Linked DNA regions of Mus musculus: all the other regions are linked to region 3. The links are chromatin contacts, called in public HiChIP or PLAC-seq and Micro-C maps. All regions are on one chromosome and are shown on one strand. The core of a region is the stretch at or near the end of the contact, and the rest is flanking DNA. Distances in the headings are between cores, read along the strand shown.

Region 1 (3,154 bases), core at 417-2,916, 190 kb after region 3:
AGCACACATGTTGCCTTGTTCAATGACAAGGATGCTCCCCAGAAGAAGAGGAAAAGAAGCTGTGTTCACACACATATTTGAGTCAACACTCAAGAAAGGTGCCGGAAGAGGTCATGAACCCCCGCAGCAGTCCTGTGGGGTTAGCAGTTCTGAGTTATCCATCTTTAAGTTCTAGGCACAGGAATGTTACAAAACGGAACTACAGCTGCACGGTGCTAGGCTCTACTTTACCCCCTCAGCTGTCTCTCGGTCCAAACAAACTGGGGTCTAACACGGTATTTAGCTTAGACCTACCCTGTGTCTCTCACCTGTAAGTGGTAGCGCCCTAGTCAACGCTAAGGTCCACTTCTGCTTTCAATCATACGAGAGGCACGCAGAAGAGAAACAAAAGTGAAAGCTCTTGAAGGAACACACACAAGTAACCGAAAGCACCAAACTCTGTCACTGAGACCTGGCAGAGTTCCAGACATTTATCCTTTCAGCAACCGTGAACTCTGGGCACCTATCACGTCCTGTGAATGTGAATTAACACGGTAGAACACGAATCGGCCCAAAGCTCTGCAGCAGTCTTCTCAACCCTTCCTAGCACTGAACCTTTTATTTAAATTTCTACCTCAATAAATCCAGCCACGATGCACGCCCTCGCCCAACCAAACCAAACCAAACCAAAAAGCCCGCAACGCCACAAACCATCCCTAAGCTGTGCGTCCAGCTTTAGGAAAAGAGAAAAGGAAGCAGAAAGAAAATCTGAACTGGTCTGATTCCCCCTGCCCTCGCCATGTGGGGGTCCTCGGAGCGAACTGTTTTACAACTTAGAAAATGCAGCGGTCTTCCGATTCTGTTATTTGAATGGACCACTGAGCCACTGGAGCCAGGCAAGGGCAGGCAGCCGGGTACCCAGCAGAAGGATGGAGCACAAGGCCCGCACAACCAGGATCCGCGGACCCTGATGATGGGAGGATGCTTGGAGCACCCCAGCCTCCGGCTCCTGGGCACGGAGAGACCGGCGCGCACGCGCGCACACGCACCACGTCCTTCGCCTGGAGTTGTGTCTCGTCTCCCTTTTGTTTTTCTCCCTTCCCGGTCATGAGACCCGGAAGTTTTTTTTTTTTTTTTTTTTCCTTCAATCCTGTCTCTCTCCCTTTTCCACCCCCCCCCCCCCTTCCCCAATCTATCACATGGCAAAGCTAGAATAAAAACAGAAAAATGGCGACGGTCACGTTGTGGCGAGCCTTGCTGCGTCATTAGATAATCCTCATGCAAATAGCGGGATGAACAAAGAAAGGGGGGCTCGGGACCCCCGAGGGCGCAGGTGGGTGCGGGGTGCGCGCGGCCGCGGGGGCGGCGTCCGTGTGCGCGCTCCGGGTGCTGCGCTCTCGGCCCCGGGCTGGCGGCGCGCCCTGGCCGGCCCGCGGGGCGCAGAGAGCGGCTGTGCGGCGCGCGCACGGCGCTCGCACCCGGGCCGGCCCCGTATCCCGGAGCCCGGAGACGACGGCGGGGGCGGAGGCTGCTGTTGGACGCCTTTGGGCGCTCGGCGCCAGCTCCGGTAGGCGGCGGACCGCGCGGGGCGGCAGCTCGGGGCCAGGCCCGGAGCTGTGGCGCACTCGCTTTTCCCCCCACCCCCGCCCGGTGGCTGGGCGCTGGCGCGGTTCCCTCGCCGTCCCGCGGCCGCTGGAAATAGAGCCGGGATGTTGTTTACATGACGGATCCGGCGGGAGGAGTCTGCGAGGAGGAGGCGGAGAGAGGAAGAGCGGAGTCCCCGCGGCGGCGGTGGCGGGCCGGGGTGCGGGCGAGCGCCGCGCGGTCCCCGAAGCCTGGACACGGGAGCCTAGGGTAGGCAGGCGGGGGCGCGGGCTGCGGGAAGGCTGTCAGAGTGGGCTTTGCGGTACCTAGCCTGTCACGCAGACTCTTGGGGGGCAGGGGGAAGGAAAATGGAGAGAGGTTGGGAGAACCTCTGTTTCCCCTTACGTTTGGGAACGCCCCCCCTCTTATCCCCCACTCTTTCCCGCTTCTCCCTGGACTCACCTGTTTGTTTCCACCGCTCAGGGCTCTGGGTTTTTGTTTGTTTGCTTGTTTGTTTTAAACGTGCGCCAGAGGGGCTGGGCTTATTACTATTATTTGCGAAATTATTGGGAAGGCGAGAGGGTGTTGCTGTAATCGATCCTAGTCCAGGTCGGTTTTCAGGAGGGGGAGGGGACTTGGCGAAGACCCCGGCTCCTGGCCGCAGCTGACCCCGGGGCTCCTCCCCGCCTTCCCGGTGAGGAATCCTTTCCCTTGCCCCGCGAAGCCAGCTGCCACCTTCCTGGAGAAAGACCACACCTATGCTTCTTCCCGCTTTGGAGGCGAGGTGAGCTAAGAAGCCAGACAGTGCCCTGCCCACCAGAGCTTGGCCAGACCTCGACACCCCAGAATTGGTAAAAGGCGCTTCTTTTCACCTGCTGATAGCGTTGGTACGTCAGCCCTCTCTAGTCCCCAGAAGTTGCAATTCACAGTTTACGTTAAAATTTGTCTCTTTCTTCACCCTTCTTCCCACCGGCAATGAACTGTTGAGTTTAAGTTGAAAAAGAGAGGTGTCTCCCGCCCTGCCCCTAGTGAGGGTTTTTTTTTTTTTTAATTCCACAGTAGGTCTTCCACTCAGACCTGCACTTCTCCGGTCTCCTCTATCTCCCACTAAACTTAGCCCAGAGCCAGGCCTAAGCTTTTATTCCCTGTGGGCCGCACCCTGGCCCCTTGCCTTTCTACCGAGCCAAATGCTTCTCAAAGCAGAAGGCACACCCAGCCCCAAGTCTCTTCCAAGAGGGAGGGAAGAAGAAAGGATTTGGGGGGGGGTGTCCTCAAGTTCCGGTTTCCAAAACCCCCGTAGCATTCTCCTCCCGGAGCCTCCTGAATTCTTCCTAACAGCTGTTTTCTGCAGTGCCTTTTGCTCCTCCTGGCCTTATATTGGAGAGAGTGGATGGGGAGAGATAGCCACCCCCACCCCTTTCCTAGAACTAGGCAATTTTTTTCTCTGTCTTTTCATTTATTATGTTTGGAATATAAAATATGCAAGTGTGATTGCCTGTTATTAGAGTTGATTTTCTTCCTGGCTAGTGACTAACTGGGACTCCAGAGGGAAGGAGAGGTGAGGGATGGTGAGAGGGGGATCGTTCACCAC
Region 2 (3,180 bases), core at 363-2,862, 130 kb after region 3:
ACTGATACAGTAACTATCTCAAATCTATGGGCAGGTGAGGTGGATCAAAGTATGAATAAAGGCACTTGACACGGGGAGCTCCCCGTGCACAAAGCTAGTACCACACTCAAATAACAAATAAATAAGATTTTAAATTCTAATTTAAAACCGGTTTTGAATGTCGCTCCATGGTGCGGTACCTGCCTAGATTATTAGAAGACCCGGTACGCACAAACGCTTCTATCTCTGACACACATATGAGGGAAAGTACCCCTGATTGTCCAAATAAAGGCTGGTCTTTGCAACCTGCTTCAGGGTATAATAAGTAGCTTTTCAGATGCTTCAAGAGGTTGCTTTTAATCGCTTTCCAACATTGTCCTCCACCCACCTGTTCATGATCCTAGGTGCTTCTGAAATGCAGATTTATTAACAATTAACCCATAACAAGCCATAACCACCGTGCACACAAATGAGAACAGAAATAGGGAAGGATCTTATGGGCAACACATTTCATAAGGGGTTTGCTAATTAACACTCATCAGCATCCCAGGATGGTCTGCGCCCCACAGTAGCACGCGGATAACTCACCTTCTTTGGAACCGAGGAAGAGGGGAGAAGGGAGACACTTGCAAGACTAAGTGATGGGGCGATCTAGACCCCCAACTTCACCGCATCCGCCAAGGGACAACCTCAAAAGGCCACTTGCAGCAAAGCTGCACTCAAAATGCAATCTTTCAGAACAAGTCTCCGGGTCTGCAGGCGGCCAAGCTGGGCTTGAGGAGGGGGGGGGGGGGTTAGCAGGGACAGTTCGTCGCGGCCGCCTGCACCGACCACAGGCCTTTCACCGCCACGCAGCACTTAGCTCCAGGCTGGAGCGCGCGCGAGAGGCCGTGGGGGAGCGAGCCGCAGAGTCCCAGAGCGCCAGCGGCCGCGACTCCCACAGGTGGGCGGCGCGGTGCTCGTCTCCTCGCGGGGGAAGGCGACCCGCGGTTGAGAAGGACCACAACTGGGAACCCAGGGGCTCGGCTTTCGGCAGGCGGCACGAGAGGCCAGTTAGGGTCCCCGCCGAGAGGCTCGCGTTTCCCTCGGCCTGCCGTGCAGGGTCCCTTCCCACGCGCGTGCGGCCAGTGCAGTCCGAGGCGCTGCCGAGCAGCCTCGGCCTCCCCCGGGCGCGGTTAAGCAGCGCGGGCGGGCGGGCAGGCTGGCGGCCGGCTGCATGCGCCGCGGCACGTACAAGCCCGCACGGGCACACGCGGGCGGGGGCAGGGCGCCGGCGCCGAGGGGACCCGAGCCCGCGACCGCCCTGCTCCCGGCCCGACCAACCCGCCAGACTCGTCTCTACCCTCACTCCCCCCGCCTTAGCTCCTCACCCGTGCCGGTCTTGAGGTTCTCCCGCAACAAGTGGCCGCTGGAGAGATGCTGGAGGCCAAAGTTCTGGGCGATCCTTTCGCAAACGGTGCCCTTGCCAGAGCCGGGCGGCCCGAGGATGACCGCGCGCAGGAGTTTGGAAGCCATGGCTTTGGCGGTGGCCAGGACGGCAGCCCGCGCACTTTGCCCAGCAGCCCCTGCCTCGACACCCTCCGCACGCGGGGACTCGCCTGCCACCCCTACAGGGGAAAGGAGAGGCTTTAAAGACTGCCCCGCCCCTCGGCCCCGCCCTCCGCCACCTCCTCGGGCCCCGGCCGCTCCGGTGAACCGTCGCAGCCCCCACCCCACCCCCACTCCCATCCCCCGGCCTGCAAGCTCGGCCCTCTGGGGTCAGAGGTCAGTCAGACCCACCCGAGTCCTTCCCTGCTGCCCAGTCCAGGCGCGCAACTCCGGGAAGCCCCTGCCGGTCCCCGCACGTGGGCAGAGTGGGAGCAGCTCTCCGGGCGCTTCTCGGTGACTGTCGCTTCCCCCCACAGTGGCCGCTGCCTGCAACTGGAGGGGCCCACCTCCGTCCCGAGCAGCCGGGGAGACACACACCTCGGTGGAAAGGAGCGCGGCCAGACTTAGCCCGGATCCCGCTGGGCGGCGCCGCCTCTGCCGGGCTGGCCGCGCGGGACTCGCTGCTTCTTACGTAAGCCGGGAGCCGGCTCCACGCTACCGCCGCCGCGCCCCCTCCTCTCCCCTCCCGGCGTGTCCGGAGCCAGGCTGAGGCTGCGGGGGCGAACGGAGATGAAGACGCCCAGAGAGAAAGGAACCGCCTGGGGACCCGGTCTATTGTCAAGGGGAAGGAAAAACACAACTTGTTGAGCGCCTACCCTGTGTCCAATTCTAGGCTGTGTGATTTTATTATGCAACCTTTACAGGTACCGATGGAGGAAGGCTTGGAATATGTACGCACCATTCGTTCATATACTTAGCAGTGTAAAGTGGAGATCTCTTTGTTTTAATCCCTGTGAGGGAATCAAAACGCCTGAGACTGTCCCTTAAACCAGGGTGGTTTACACCAGTGTTCACTGCAGGCCCTGGCAAGAGTAGAAAGTTGTGGGCGGGCCTGAACTTATTACTTACTTATTGAGACCTAATCTCAAAAAAAAAAAAAAAAAAAAAAAGTAAAAAAAGATCTATTGTATACCCAACGCTCTTCTTTTTGCTTGATATACAACAACAACAAATGATCGAATCCTGGCCCCATAGTTGCAGCCAAAGTTTTAAAACCTTGACTGGCTCCATCCAATGCCAGCGCCCTGAAGAGGAGGAAGAGAAGGATGACTTTGGCTGTACTCCGAGGAAGAGAGAGAAGGACAGAGGATCCCAGGGCTTCTTTGCCAAGGATATAATACTCTCGACTCTGCTCACCACCTCAAACGGCGGCTTTCTTTTCCTTGCCCCTCACATACCAACCAATACTCCCACATGCCTCAGCCTTTGCTTTGATTTGTTTGAGACAGGGCTTCTCTTCACAGCCCAGGATGGTCTTGAACTCACCATGCTTTTGCCACTGCCTTTTTTTTTTTAACTAGGTATTTTTTTTTCATTTACATTTCCAGTGCTATCCCAAAAGTTCCCCCATATCCTCCCCCACTCCGTCGCCATCCACTCCCACTTCTTGGCCCTGGCGTTCCCCTGTACTGGGGCATATAAAGTTTGCATGTCCAATGGGCCTCTCTTTCCAGTGATGGCCGACTAGGCCATCTTTTGATGCATATGCAGCTAGAGTCAAGAGCTCAGGGGTACTGGTTCGTTCATATTGTTGTTCCACCTATAGGGTTGCAG
Region 3 (3,337 bases), core at 467-2,966:
CCCAAAAGACTCTATTCTCTACTTTAATCCTGTGTTTGGACATCACTTGGCCCAGGAAATACATTTTTTCCCATAAAAATGTGTTTCTTCTATATTGTAACAATACTTAAAAAAAAAAAAAACAAATCCCACTCCTGAAATGATTGTTGAGAAACCACTCGTGGACTCCTGTCTTCACATTCCTCATATGGAGCTGCTTTCTCTGCACAGTGTTTCCTCAAATGACCATGGGTCAGAGTACAAGAATCTCTTAAAGCTTTGAAGGAGAGCCAGAAGATAAATAGCATTCATGTACCATAGATCTAGACAGGCACAGCTCAAATAACCAAGCATAGCATCACTTCCCAGACCCTGAAAACAGCAGTCCACTAGGAACAATGTTAACTGTATATAAGATGATCCGAGAGAACCTCACACCAGTACCCTCTTTGATTTAAACCAGAGCTTAACTAGTAAACTCCTTTTTAAACTAGAACAACCAAATATCTGGGGATAGTATTTCATGTCACTTTCAGGAAGACGGAAATAGAAAATGATAGCCCAAGGAAAGACATTATACAATTAAAATCCACAAGTGATTATAAAGTCAAGGAATAAAATCCTACTTGGTTTCATCCCAACATGACTCCCACCAGAGTCCTTAGCTGCCCCAGGATTAAAGCCACAAAGGTAGAGCCGGCCCCTGTGGTTCCCATCCTGGAAAAGTACACAAACAGCCCTTACACAAGTCTTTGGACAGCAGGGATTCCTGGATGACTGTTTTGATACACAAATCGCTAACTGTCACGGAGTCTGAGAGGTCTGTAACTCATTAAAACATTTTTCTGAGACTTGCAAACACAGATACAAACTTTAGAACCAACTCCCTATATGAGGAGCTTTAAGAAATTTTAGCATGCAAAAGGATAAGATCAAAGCCAACAACAGAGGAAACAAATTGCATTGTGTAAAGTGTAAGGGCTGTGTTGTTAAACAGGGCTCTTGATCCCAGTAAAGCCTTCCGTGGGAGAAAGGAAACATTAACCCTAGAGGAGCTTTACATAATTGTAAATAACAGCAGCCATCAGGGGAACAACTGGTATAAAAGCGGTCTGCAAACAGCAAAAGCACCAAGCATTTCTCCTTCACCTCGGCTCAGACAGTTGGGCGGAGAAACCAGCCACTTTGCTTCCAGGTACCACCCTCCCCTGGCTCCCCTCCCTCCCTTCTCCTCCCCTCCCTTTCCTCATCTCCCCGCCCCCAGCTGGTGCATTCAGCAGCCTAGGGAGATTAAGAGGTGCTTGCTAATGTCACCGAGCCTCCAGACGGATCTAACGTTTCTTAGCTCCCTGGACCAAAGAAATTAGAGACGTTACACCATGTGGTATTAGATGCCATGGCCTACAACCCAGCCTCTCCTAGCCTGGACCGGGGATGTGCACCGGGCCGAAGGACTGAGCCACAGCGGCCGCTACCTGAGCTGTCCGTGGTGCTGGCGCGGTGCGGAGGCTGCCGGGCGGGACTACGCACCGCGCCCGCGGTCGCCCTCTGCGTGCCAGCCGCCGCGCCCCGTGCGCTCGAGTCCCCGTGACTGTCCACCAGCTGCAAAGATTCATAACCATCGCTGCTGGTCTTTTTCCGGTAGCTCCCGAGGAGGCTCATGGGCAAGCCCGGAGAAGAGGGGGAAGAAAAAAAAATCAACCTGGGAAAGGAAGGGGGAGGGGAAGACGGGACAGACTAAGAGAGGGATGAAAAAAAATAACAATAATAATCAAGTGCCCGACATGACGCGAAGAGGAGGGAAAGAAGGGAGCGGCCACCAGGAAGGGCTCTGCAGCCACCGCCCCGGGCACAGCGCACCCAACCGGCCCCGGCCACCCGTAGGCTGGACAGCGCCCGAGGAAGTGTAGGTGTAGCCGGGCAAAAGCCGGGCAGCTCCCGGAGTGGCTGGAGGGGGAGGGAATAAACAGAAGAGAGTAAAGGAGGGGAGAGTCGTAGGGAGGGAGGCTGAAAGCGGAAAACGGGGCGGGGCGGGATGGGGAGGGGACCACGACAACGCGGAGGGAGGGGTGTGTCAGCGCGGCCGTGCTTCAGGAAAAAAAGGGGAGAAGGTGTCTTGGAGACCAGCACCCTTGGAGAGAGAGCCAGGCACGCCCATTTCATGTAACTCAGCTGGTCTTTGTTGGAAGTGAAAGACGCCTGGGTTGATCGACCTGGTGGACTGGGTTGTAACTCCAGTAGGAGGGGAAAAGGAATCTGTTGATGGCAGGCCATCTGTGTACCCAGAGCAGGCGGAGCGGCATTTCTGCACGCTCCTGGCACGGGATGAGCTGTGGATATGAAAGCTGGCTAAAGGGGGTAAGGGAGCCAGGGCCAGATCTATTCAGCAACTATGTCCTGTGCACTTCCAGGTTTCTTATCGTTTACCTAGGAACAAGGAGAAAGGACTCCTCAACTCAACTCCTCAAGCTGGCTTGAAGGATGTCTGGGAAGAGAAATATACCAGATTTTCTTTCCATCCTCTAGCCTCGCCCCTCATTTTTCTTTCATAGTTGTAGGCAAGAAAAACAGCCATTATCAGAGGGGATCTGTCACAAAGTTAATTAGCAGCAGGGCCCTCTTCTTGAAGAAGGCTCTGCAAGCCCATGTGACTAGCTGTCCGCTTGTGACTTTTTTGTATTCTCAAAGAGTCCCCCAGCATTGTGTGAGTGTCAGGCCTCCACAATCTAGATATGAACTGTGTTCAGTCTCAAGATGCAAACACCCAAAGCTTGTTTTCACCTGATAGTATTTCAGAAGGCTCCCTCCTCAGCTCAGGTGAAAGACCAGATAAAAATGTTGACTTAAAAGTATCATTTTCCTCTTCTAGCCCTTGGATAAACTAAGAGGACAAACCTTTCAGAAGCACTCTGGCATGTTCCTGTGATAGGAGAAGAACGAGTGCACATGTGTGCTGTGCGTGGGGGCAGGGCACAGGCAGAGTGCCGGCCTGACCTGCCTGTTGGCTTACATAGTTGTCTCTTGCTGTTATTATTTTGATCACATCAGGACACAAAAATCAAATGACAGCAATTAAGAGCCTTCTATCCAGATCATCTGGAACCCAAAATTCCCTGAAAATCCCAGCTCCTCATAAGTCTAAACTCAACAAACTAACTGCTTGACAACCATTTTCTTCTTCAAAGATCGCACAGACTCATGGGTTGAGAAGGAGTCAGAAGAGGTCCAAGAGGCGGGGTGCTAGATCCTCTCATCCCTTCACTAACTGTCCAGTGTGTTCCCATCTGCTGAGGTGCAGTAAGGCCAGAAGCAGAATCCAGAGCTAATGCTTGCTTATAATAACTTTGAATGGTAGCAG

The links. Hi-C and Micro-C count contacts between places; a contact is called where the count stands out from the background. HiChIP or PLAC-seq counts read pairs in DNA pulled down with a chosen protein or histone mark.
Region 1: a contact with region 3 is called in a Micro-C map of embryonic stem cells, with 8 times the contacts expected there. The contact joins the promoter of E130102H24Rik here to the promoter of Dnajc6 in region 3. A contact is called at or near these places in 1 of 39 promoter capture datasets (hippocampal neurons), 1 of 484 Hi-C or Micro-C datasets (embryonic stem cells), 3 of 115 datasets of contacts at active chromatin or transcription factors (embryonic stem cells and epiblast stem cells) and 2 of 9 other capture datasets (embryonic stem cells and pancreatic islet).
Region 2: a contact with region 3 is called in an H3K4me3 HiChIP or PLAC-seq map of embryonic stem cells, with 23 read pairs. The contact joins the promoter of Ak4 here to the promoter of Dnajc6 in region 3. A contact is called at or near these places in 1 of 15 datasets of contacts at CTCF or cohesin (the NIH/3T3 cell line), 3 of 484 Hi-C or Micro-C datasets (all in embryonic stem cells) and 2 of 115 datasets of contacts at active chromatin or transcription factors (both in embryonic stem cells).

Annotation. Positions count from the first base shown.
Region 1 is chr4:101,354,760-101,357,913 of GRCm38.p6, reverse strand. E130102H24Rik (RIKEN cDNA E130102H24 gene) reads left to right here and starts at 1,666. Exons shown (of 2, transcript NR_040708.1): 1 at 1,666-1,833. All of the region lies in intron 1 of 0610043K17Rik (RIKEN cDNA 0610043K17 gene), which reads right to left.
Region 2 is chr4:101,418,135-101,421,314 of GRCm38.p6, reverse strand. It overlaps Ak4 (adenylate kinase 4), which reads right to left and starts at 1,612. Exons shown (of 5, transcript NM_009647.5): 1 at 1,350-1,612. The coding sequence starts at 1,494.
Region 3 is chr4:101,548,973-101,552,309 of GRCm38.p6, reverse strand. Dnajc6 (DnaJ heat shock protein family (Hsp40) member C6) reads right to left here and starts at 1,716. Exons shown (of 19, transcript NM_001164583.1): 1 at 1,455-1,716. The coding sequence starts at 1,641. It overlaps Gm36012 (predicted gene, 36012), which reads left to right and starts at 1,109. Exons shown (of 2, transcript NR_168609.1): 1 at 1,109-1,174.